Regions from separate parts of the Gasterosteus aculeatus genome. Here region 2 is linked to region 1. Evidence: chromatin contacts called from public Hi-C data. All regions are on one chromosome and are shown on one strand. Each heading gives the region's core, a stretch centred on a gene start, on an enhancer-like site or on the middle of the called end of the contact. The rest is flanking DNA. Distances are from core to core; before and after follow the strand shown.

Region 1 (5,677 bases), core at 1,177-3,676:
CATTGCTTCTAACCACAGCTCCCCTCGCTCCACGTGGCTCAGACACTACTGTTCTTCTCTAAGTGATCTACCATGGAATTATCTCTTTCTCTTTTGAGGCTACAGCCCTAACCGTTCCAATATGCTGCTTTCTGAGTGAAGGGCAGGCTCAGTTTACATGCAGAGCGGCCTTCATCTTGTGGTTTCTGGCCACTGCCTAAAGGTTAGATTCTTTGTAAAATGAACACAATATAATGTCTATTAACAGACATGTTATTAGGCTACTGAAGACCTCGTCTTCTATTATCCCAATGGAGTGGAGATTATTGAGTTTTGTGAGGTAGAGATGTATGCTTCAGAGTTTGTGAATGTCTGCTGCTGTTTCATTGCCACAATGCCTGTCCTTTGTTGTTACGGGTGTCTGAGTACTGTGTTTTGGTGCAGGAAAGGCGCACCCGGACCACACCTCCCCTGGGAACCAGGCAAGACATTGTGGGTAACGGGTTTGAGGAGGGAACCCAGTAAGGTTGAAATTTGTCACGGGAGAAAGTCTGCAATCATACAGAAGTAATGCTTGCTAGTTATGGTCACCGTTGTGTCAAATTAGAGGACCGTTCCTCAACTGTAATCAAGCAAAATCAAACAACTGTAATCCTTTTTACTGTAAGTATACAATATCAATTCACTGCCGTCTCACTTTCTGTATTTATTCTAGAGGCAAACAATGGTGGTTAGCTGGGTTAGCTCAAGAGTTACTGGCAAGTCAGCATTTTGTTAGCCTGCCGAGGATGCGGCGGAGCGTCAACCCAGTACTTACAGGTATCCTATGAGTTTTAATCATGTGATCAAACTCCTCGTTAATCTGTTTGTATTTCTCCTCAGTGCTCGGCGTGAGGAGGAGAGCAGTCTCGAGCTCCGGGCTTTCGCTGCCTTTGTTCTCCTTCTTGCTTAATGCCTGCCAGGTCCCACAACCACCAAGACGGACGAAGGGAGACACACATGAAGGGACAGATAGATGGGTGGCAGGAAGATGCCAAAAACGAGGAGACGAGGACGAAGCGACAGAAAGCGTAGGGGGGAGAAAGGGGGAAAGAGAGGAAATAAAAGTGAGATGAAGGTTCGGGGATTAACAAGAGGTACTTACACACAGTCTCTGTCTGCTGATCATCAGATCAATGTCCTCGTTTATTTTCCTGTACTTGTCCTCGGACTCGGGGCTGTGACCGACCGAGTCGTCTGCGTCGGGGTCCGGGCTGTCACAGCCGTTTAGGCCCTTCTTTCTCAATGTCTGCAAACACAGCAGTTGCACAATATAGTTGAAGGGTTTTGGGACGGGGAACATGAGCCAAGTGAACAGCTTGGGAGGGACCAATACTGATAGACTATGGAGACCCTTTAGAATCCATAAAAACTTTTACTACTGAATTGATTTATTCATATGAGTTTATTTTTTCACAATGAAAAATTCTGTCCGTTTGCGAAGAATTATTAATATTTGCAGTCTTCATTTGAACCTAAATCAAAATGGGTGATACCAGGATACACTGGCTGCTTTCTGAAGAAGAAAAAATGCAGCAAAACACTGAAGTGGCACAACGGACCTAATCACTTCCACTAACGTCACAGAAAAACTGATCAAGCTCTTCACCAAATGACAAAATACGGGACCTTGAAACAACATAATTACACAGGAAAAGGCAAAGCCGTAAATTTAAAATACATTTTATAACCATAATCATCAGTATTTCATGAAATAAAACTAAAACGCAGTTGAGGTACTTGAGTTCATGACTGCGGTATATGTGCTCTACAAAGTGGCAGTTTCTGTTTTGGCCACCTGATGGCCACCTGCCCCCATTAAAGCGGCCAGAAAACAGCAGACAGGCAGAACAGCGGCGCTCTCCCTCCGAGAGACACAGACAAAGAGAGCTCACGTGGGAGAGAGCTGCCTCGGTCCTTTTTTAGATATTGTTGACAACCATAACAACGGGGATACGTTTCAGAGGACATTACCGTGTGTGATAGCACGAGGGTGTGTTTGTTTGAGCAAGTAGGCATGTACCGGTAGGTGCTGTGTTCATTCGTCTTTAAAAGAGACAAAGACAGCGCCGACGAGACAAAAAAGTACAGTACCTGACAGTTAGAGATCTCATCAAAGCCCCCCTCCTCCGTCCCCCCAACCCTCCTCTTCTCCAGCCTGCTTTCACCCCCCCCATCTCTCCTCCTGGCTTTAATAAAGGAGATTAGTCTACAGGCGGAATATCACGGGCCTGCTCCTGTCTGTGCAGTCGTCGCTTCACACTGCGCTCTCCTACTTTCATCTGAAGCTCCATATCAGACAGACGTAATTAAATTTACTTTAGCACACCCTGTATTTGATGCTGATCAAGAGCGCGGGTCTCTCTCTCTCTCTCTGTGTATGTTGTAGTGTGCGTATGTGTCTGCCGGTGTGCGTGTGTCTTTGTGTGGGATGGGGAAAGAGAGGAATGAGTCTGTGTATGTGTGGGTGTGTGAGAGTGGGTGCTGGCGTCAAGAAAAAAAAAAAAGACAAGAGAGACTGAGCAGGAGCAAGGAGGAAGATAGATGCTAAGATAAGTTAATCTCAGCGAACTTCTTCCTCTCATTTGTTTTTCTTCCCTCACAGAAGAGATATGTGTGCGAGCTCCTCCATCACAACCAGCAGCCAAAGTGACAGGGAGCGATCTGCCTGCTTAGAAAACAAATAACACTCCAGTCATCTCTCTCGTCAGCACAACAAAGGCCTGTTTCGAGTGTGGTTTTAGTGAACTTAGAGGGCTCCTTTTGTGTGTGAGATAACCGTTTGAATCCTGAGGCGTCTCGTGGCAAGGCAGCTACTGTAAGCGTGTCAACGTTTGCTGGCTCTCCTCTTCTCTCTCCTCTCCTCACTTGGCCCCCAGAGTGGATATCTGGAATTCTGAATTTGAAAGCGTCCCTCACATCTTTTGACAGGCTTCAGGAAATCACACCAAACAAATCAGCCAAGGCGGTGCAGGAGATCTGACTTCTAACAGGCCCACAGTGAATCAGGCACTCTTTGCTCCATCAGAGGTGGATGAGTCAAAAGAACAAAGGGGTCGAAAAGGTTTAGCATGCTGTCTTTTTTGGCAAAGGCGAGAGATGTAAAACTTTTGCTGTTTCTTTGGTGTAGTTTCGCTCTGGCCCCGGCGATGCATCATATCGAACTGACAAGAGCTGAACCGGTGGCCTTCTTCTGTTCACATGAGAATGCAAGAAGGAAGAAAACTTTTCTTCCCTTGCACAGATTTCTACCACCTACCGCCGCCAGCTGAATGCATGAGAGATTCATTTCCATTCTTGGAAGAATAGCAGGGGGGCACTGCTGGGAGAGGAGGACGAGGGCCGGGGTAAAGGTGACACCCATATGGGGCAACAGAACTAGTGGTCTGATGTAGGGTTGGGAAGTGGTTGCCTTGGCTGTTGATTGGCTGCAGGCCACGGGTGTTATATGACTTTGGAGCATGTGGCCGAGGCTAAGCTTTCCATCGGGGCTCAGCACATTGAAGGAGCGGCACAAGGACGGTATGCCACTCGTCCCAGTTATGCCCACCTGTTTAAAGACATCACACCTGTTGCCAAAAGCTGACACACGACCTACCAACCAATCAGATCCGTTGCAGTGCTCCCAGAGCCATAGAAGGGCCTCTCACTCTAGCGCTCTCCACCTCGCAGCCCTCCATATCGTCTTCCTATGTATCCGTCTCTAATAGCTCATTGCTTAATCTGTGCACTGAATTTGTTATGTGTTATATGGCTCTGCGCCACGAACTCATGGACCGCTGCTCTTATTCAGTGACATCAACACCACATAAGATCAGAGACGTGAATGTCACATTGACAGAGAGAATAATGATCATTTGAGCTGCCCTTATATTGAAGAGGGGTATGTAGAGCTAGCATGAAAATATAGTTTTTTGGGAAATATGCTAATAGGATGAGAATTCTTTTCACTAAATATTCCCCCAATTCTCATTTTTTTAATTATTCAATTTCAAAGTAAGTGGAATTTCTTGTTTCATAACAAGAAAAAAAATGTTTTATTTCTTACAAAATCACTGCTGGCACAAAAGCCAGAGCATTTTTTATGGAGCATTGTTTGAGTTCATGGCAATTGTAACGCTTCTGATGCCCAAAAGTAAAACATTTTCACCGCTAATTACTACATCAGTCAGTCAGTTCATTTTGAAGTAGAAAGAAGACTAAACCTCGAACCGAATGTCCTGTACAGTCCAACCCAACAGAACATATGGAAATGCAACAAAGTCATAAAAATCAGTTCATAGGAAAGAGCCTGATAGAGAAAATGGGTAACGAGAGAGAGAAGAGAAGAAAGGGCCATAATACAGTATATGTGAGAAAATACAAGCAAGAAGAACAGGATGTAGGTAAACGTATTACAGAGAACAGAGACCGCTAAATAAGCTGTGTAGGCCTGCTTGGCTCTGCGTCTTTCTCCGTGGCCCCTTTGGAGGCTTGCTCCTAATTAAACTCCTTCTTCATGACGCTCCCTCATGGCAGGAGTTGTCGCAGGGCCTGTGTTGAAGCACGCACCGCATAGACGCGGCGTCCTACATATTTAGACACGCGCTACTCCTCAGCTCTGCACCCTCAGCTGTGCCCGGCCTGGACCGGGCCCGGCTGAGATGGGCTACAGGACGACAGTGAGCAAGGCTGAGTAAGGAGGCCAGGGCTGGATTGACATAATCAGGCCCAGGTGTGCACCACAAGGGGACTGAATCATTCTACGTATCGCGCGGTGTTAGTACATCTGTCAAGGATTTTAGTTTTTTGATATTTTAATTGCAGGAAAACTGCAGCCATTTACTCCTTTTATAGTTTAGTGTGCGGGGTAGTAACTTTGTGTGGCTCTTGAAAAAAGCGGCGGTGAGTATTTGGGTGTGAATTCAGGGTGGCCCCAGGGGGTCTACAAGGGACAGCTGACGCCGGCCCAGAGCTCCTGCCATACCAGGATCCGTCTGCTCGGCATTCTGCCACCCTGCTCACCCTCTCTATCCCTCTATCCATCTTTCTGCCCCCATCTTTCTGTCTCAGTCTGCTGCGCAGTCTGTCTCTGTCTCCCTGCTTCTGTCCCCCCCCCCCCCCCCCCCTCCTCCCCCACACCTCTCCCCCCTCGTGTTTCGCAGCGCTGCCGAGTCTCAACAGAAGCCGGGTCAAAACATTGTTGGCTTGATGGCTACATCTTTATTTCCGATAGACTTGGACTAGTTGATGGGTTGATGTTTGGAAAGAGCGTCATTTCTGACCGTTCCCCTCTGCAGTTATCTTGGCAGTGGCTGGAGGGTACGACACATTCAATATTGTGTTTATGGCTATTGGCGACAGCCAGGCTAGTGAATGTTTCTCAATGTCTTCAACCTAACGGCTGGCAACTTCAGCGCAAAAAAACACACGCAAAAAACAGCTCGTTATATTAGGCCTTTTACATCTTTGCCAGCACTGAATGGTCTTCACATACATACACATACTATTGTAATCAAACCCGAGGCTTATAAAAGAAGATTGTTTAGTACCAAAGCACAAAGCATTTTCCCCAATAAATGGAGCGGTTTACAGTATATTTCAGCAGGCGATGAAAAACAAGTTGCTGACATATGAGTACAATATGAAAGCATTATTTTCCGTGCCACTTGTGGGTGAT
Region 2 (5,677 bases), core at 2,163-4,662, 110 kb after region 1:
CTGGCCTTAGGACATAGTGTGGTGGGGGTACGGTTGTGATTTGACACAGAACCAGTCAGTGAGAGAAAGGTGACCACTGACCTCTGTCACCCTCTGGTGGGACCATGTACACCCCTGCTCCGGGAATGTCAGAAAGTGAAGTGGAGACATGTCCAAAAGTTTGTGCTTTTCTCTACTGGTCGGTTGTGTTTGACTCTATGGACATGTGTTGTCGTGTTAAGCTGAAATGGGAATGCCTAAAAGGACGTGGAGGACATGCGTTCACGTAGCCGCTGTTAGGGATTTAAGCCAGAAGTGCAAACCTAGTGGGGGAAATACGTGTAATACTGTTTAGTGTTAGAATTGTAGTTTGTGTGTTGTTAGATATTAGTTATTACATTAGCATGTTAGATGAAGTGAATGCAATTTGAAATCAAACACAATTTATATATGTTAATCATATAAACACTGTACACATTAACATTCTGTCATAATTTGATGTTAAAACCTGGGGACAGATGTTAGTTGCCGTCCTTTATGGATTTCTCCCAATTTTCTCCCCAAAGAAGTTTTTTCTTGTGTGAGGTAGTAAATGAACAACTTAATGCAAGGCAGCCGACTAAGGCAAATGTCTTGACAATTGAACAACATGAACTGTCTTAGATCTTATGATGTAGTGTGATGAACGGTGATCATTAATGATGTGTTGTAATTAAGGTTAGAAGATGAAGACTTAAACTATGCGTGCTTTGTTATATTCACTCATTGAGGCATAAAGCCAAATATATCTACATTGAATGCATTGGAGTGTGAGGGACAGATAGGACAGTGAGGTTTCAGGTTACAGCTGCAGCTTCACACCTCGACGTGGAGGGGACAGTCCAGGAGGAGACACTTTGAAGGAGAAGCCAATGACATTCAAACGCACCAAAGAAGACACACCTCAAGAGTTTTCAAATGACCAAAGCGGGGAAAGGACTGTTGGAATTTTCCTGCAGCCGCTTTGATAAGTCGCTTTAGACTTGCTCAGCGAAATATTTTACTGTTCGCTTAGTATTTCACTTTGTAATTGTATTCCTTATAACGTTGTTTAGTTATTAAATACTTTTTGATTTTTGAATATAAGCAAGCTGACTCTTTTGTATCTTCGTTTTCCGGCCGGGACGAGAACAAAGGAGTGAGGCCTCCCTCGAGGGCTTTCCGAAACCCTAACACCACATACTGAACATGTTGCTGTTTTCACAGCACAATTCTGTCTGCATGTCTGTATGTATGTAAGGTCGGTCGCCACAAGAGATAAATATACCTGCAGCGCGCACACAGGCTTGAGCCCTGATTGTGAAAGGGGTGGTCGGATCAGAGCACTCATTTTCCCACCTCTACACTAGTCCAGGTCCGTGGAGGGCGTTGCTATGAGGATAAGTACTGCATGGTCCATGTATGTTTGTGTGTCTGCACGGTCAGCGTGCACACATTTTTGCTTTGTCTCCGTTATTGGTCATCTGAAACTCTGATGAATTAATTTCCATCTTGTCTCTTGAAATAAATAAGCTCACCTACAAAAATCGACATTTATTTTGTATTTCCATCCGTGATAAATGAAACCAATTAAGCCTTACTTTTAAAATTAGGAGGGAGGCAATCCTAATTTTCTCCTTAAGTGCGGTTTCCACGGCAATCAGAGGCCTCTACAGGGGGTCGAGAGTGGAGGCGTTGGGTGGGAGCGCACACAGCAGGGACAAACTGACTGAGTGAGAGAGCCTACTGCACTCGCAGCTGAATCTTCATCTGGCATGCATTCTCCATCGAACAAACACACACACACGCACACACACACATATGCTGGAGCTCACATCCACACACACACAATCACACAGCCAATACCACACAAGCATTTGCACGTATTCTGTGTTAACTTGGCCTCATGCATAAGCTTCGTGCAGTGAAAACAAAAGGTGATAAAAGTGTTCATGTCAGTATATTTCTTATTCAGGATCATTGATCAACGTGAGGATTGTTCAGTGAGTGAATTGTAAGGTCTTTGTAAGATTAACATGGAGCGACATCGTCTCATGTCAGTTGGCCTGTTATTCTTATCTTACTGTAAATGTCTCTGAGCAAATGTGGATGTGACAACTTCCTCAGTCTGTTAACTGAGGAAGTTTTTACTGTTCCAGTAAGAATATTAGGGAACTTGGCGCTTTGTCATTATTTATTGTCATGTCTGACTGGATTCTCCCTTCTCCTCTGATGAGTAGACAATAAAACAATTTTTGCAAATTTATGAAATGCCGAAAAAAAACTAAATACAAATGCCACATATATTTTATTAGTGAAGGTTTGTTGCACCTGAAGATTAGACAGCTTGGAACTTGACAGAGCAAAATAAAAAAATGTTTTAATTACTGTGTGATGAATTAGACTTGTTGCAACATCAGAGTTCCATTCAGTTCTGCTATATTAATAAACCAACTTGATGATAAATGAAAGCTGTGCAAAATGTTGACCAAGTAAACAGGCAGACGAGTAGACTGGCCTGTTGGAAGTATTTATAGCTTTGGTTTAGCAGCTCAAACTAAGAGCTGTTAATAAGATTTTCTATAGTTTGGAGGAAAACTCATTGCTGTCACTGTCATTGTCTGTTTAGTGTCATTTCATTTCTAAGAAAAGACATTAAGCAACCGACCACCATCAGGATATTTACCGTAATTAGCAGTGATGTCTAAAATCCGAACATTTGCAAATATTGTTTTTCAAATACTTTTTGTGGAGTGGGGAAAGCAGTGGGTAACTATGCGTTTGCACAGCAACGCTCCTCTGGCTCGTCTTTTAAGAGGGAAAGATCATGAACAAACATTGTGCATATTAAGACGTGACATTTTGCCACCCGTGCTTTCAAACCTACAGAATGACTGACACCGATGGCCGAACTTCTTGAACAGACGACTGGGATTCCCAATCAAACTTTTACTAACACAACTCAACCGAACTTTCCCAATAAAGTTTCCTCTTGTACACGCCTTTGATAACCCACAATTCCTGTAGTCTAGCAGCCACTTTGCTCTTCTGCCGAAGAAATGAAAGAAAGCATAGAAAAGGAGGGATTCAATCTGTCACATCGGATCTGGCATTGGCATTTCATAGTTTGAGAAGGCAGCGTAGAAGTTGAAGCTCAGACACAACAACAGTTGTTAGTCATAGACAGAAGTGTTCCGTATAGCCACAAGGATGGAGAGGCAGAGGGAAGGAAAGAGAGAAGAAGGTGTAGATAAAGAGAGGGAGGAAAAGAAAAAGGAAGGGCGCAGGCCCTCGTCAGAAGTGTAGTCATGGAGTCTGGCTCTTTCAGGTTCATCTCTCATTACTCCTCGGTGCTCTCTCAAGCTTAGCGGAAATGGATTATGCCACACAAAGAAAGGAATAATCACTATTCTCCTCCTCCTCTGATAAACACACTCGTAGGCGTACGTAGACGCATCCACGCACACAGACACACGCACGCTCTCTTCCACTCCGTTGTTTTGACGCACACACACACACACACACACACACACGCACACACACACCGAGTGAGCCAAGCTTTGTCTGGCTGTGAGTCGCTGAGTGTGGTGCTCGTTCTCTCGCTGCATGCCAGGGGACTCGTCAATTATCTCCCCAAACGCACCCAGCCCTCGGGGGGAAAAGGCGGCGAGGGAGACGTCCCTGTTTTTGAGGGAACCTGGAGTTTGCAACATTCAGAGTTGAGTGACAACACATTCACGCTCTAATTCTAGGCTAGCAGATGTAATGTTTTCTTTTTTTTGCTCTTTCTCTGCCTCGCTCTCTCTCTCTCTCTCTCTCTCTCTCTCCCTCTTCCTTTGTCTTATTCTTCCTGCTCTCCTTGTTCTTCTTATCATTCCAACTTTGAGAAGTTGGAGCTCCTAAAGGCTTTAGTGAATGTGTGTGCTCTGGGTGGTTTGAGTGTGTGTGTGTGTGTGTGTGTGTTGGATTAAAGGGTGTATGCTTACAGTTAGATCTTTTTATCTAATGCAGGCAAGGTGGTACTCCCTAAAGATTTATTTTCCCTGAGCAAATTTAAGAAATGTCTGCAATGAAAAAACACAATAACAAACAAAAGAAAAACAACAATTGTATCACATTCAATGTAATTAATAGCGCAATGATTAGCATTTTCCTCTTTTCAAGCACAAAGCTCAAGAAATGTTGTATTATAAACAATTGCATCAAGCCTTTCACAAATTCAAATTATTAACTGACAATTATCTGATAGTGTGAAGACTTTGCGGCAACTAAACAATATATTTAACAGATGGCACTCGTATCATTACAGTTTTGAAGTCTTGAATCTTGAGCTGAACATATAATTGTCTCCTGACAGCCAGCAAGCAGATTGCCTCACTAGGAACACCTTCAAATAATAACAGAGAAAAACACCCTGTCCATGTTTGTCTTGCGGAGTGACTCATTGTATGTGCCAAGCTGCAAGGCCACTTCTACCTGGTTAAATTAAAGATAATATGAATAATAGATGGAGAGAGTGACACTTCCGTAGCTGGGGGTAATGAAAGACCGACTCCCCGCTCTTTCTTGTCACTCCTCCGACTCATCGCTAATAAAGATGTCACTTGACAGCGAGAGAGACAGAGAGAAAGAGCAAAAGAGAACGACGGAGGGAAAACGTCCGTCCATGCGGCAGAGCGGACAAAAATGACGATTAAGCAACTTAGATTGAAAGCCAACAGATGACCATCATTCATACAAGAGGGATAAAAAATATGTTGATCAAAATAAATGTGTATTTCACGATGAAAGGAGCGATAAAAAGCCAGTGAGTGATATTTCAGTCTGTCTACGTGAGCCTGGCGGTGTTTGGAAGAGTTGGAGAAAGCCGAGCCCACAGCCTCATCTCTCAGGGTCGGCTTCAGCGCCAGCCTCCGCCGCAGAGCGCCCAAGAGAGGGCGCGCCATTGTTTACTGTCCACAGTGCGGGTAAACAATAAACAATGAAAAGACTGAGGGGTTGCCAGCTCCTCACCCCCAATGTTGCCATTTTGGGAACTCAAACACACCCCCCCATGCTCCTCGCAGCCCCTACTCAACACACACCCCACCCCACCCTCTCTCTCTTTCTCCCCCTTTCAACCTTCCGCCACCTCCCCCCGTTCAGATCCATCCCCCGGCCCCAGAAACCCAAGAGGGGCGGTCGCCCCAGCCAGCCCAGCCTGCCCACCCTGCCCCCCTAAGAAACCACGAGAGGGTGTGGTTCCGCTTGGAACAGGAAAGCCATTTATTTTGGGCGCATCTCTGCTGACTGACTCATGTGTTGACTGGAAAGTTGGCTGCGTGCTCCACGGGCCGCCACCAGCCCCGTGGGCTATCAGTCGCTGACCTGCCCTCCCTCCTTTTTAGGCCCCCTGGTCCTCAGCCCATCACGAGTTCAAATGCACCTATGGCCACCCAACTCCCAGTCTTTCACCCGCGCTAACCAGCCCTCATCACCATTCTATTTTTGTATTGTCGGCCCCGCCTGCTCCCATCATGATCTTAGTGTAAAACTGAAGAATTGCCATTGTTTTGCGGTTGTTTTATGATAAGAATATGTTGCATGTTTTGTTTTTCTCCTGAGAATATGCAGTTAAGTTAAGTGAGGGAGAGAGCAGATAGAAGTACCAAATTAAAAGAAATCCCTTTACTCGTAATCT

The links. Hi-C and Micro-C count contacts between places; a contact is called where the count stands out from the background.
Region 2: a contact with region 1 is called in a Hi-C map of skeletal muscle, with 5 times the contacts expected there. The contact joins two enhancer-like sites. A contact is called at or near these places in 2 of 6 Hi-C or Micro-C datasets (both in skeletal muscle).

Annotation. Positions count from the first base shown.
Region 1 is chr13:12,190,250-12,195,926 of fGasAcu3.hap1.1, forward strand. mef2cb (myocyte enhancer factor 2cb) reads right to left here. Exons shown (of 11, transcript XM_078086783.1): 5 at 1,124-1,267. Among protein-coding and RNA genes, the nearest start is that of LOC120831200, 22 kb to the left of the region's middle. Within about 2 kb of position 2,427, at least 3 of the 9 cell types and tissues checked have open chromatin away from gene starts, as enhancers often do.
Region 2 is chr13:12,295,054-12,300,730 of fGasAcu3.hap1.1, forward strand. No RefSeq gene overlaps it. Among protein-coding and RNA genes, the nearest start is that of mef2cb, 55 kb to the left of the region's middle. Within about 2 kb of position 3,413, at least 2 of the 9 cell types and tissues checked have open chromatin away from gene starts, as enhancers often do.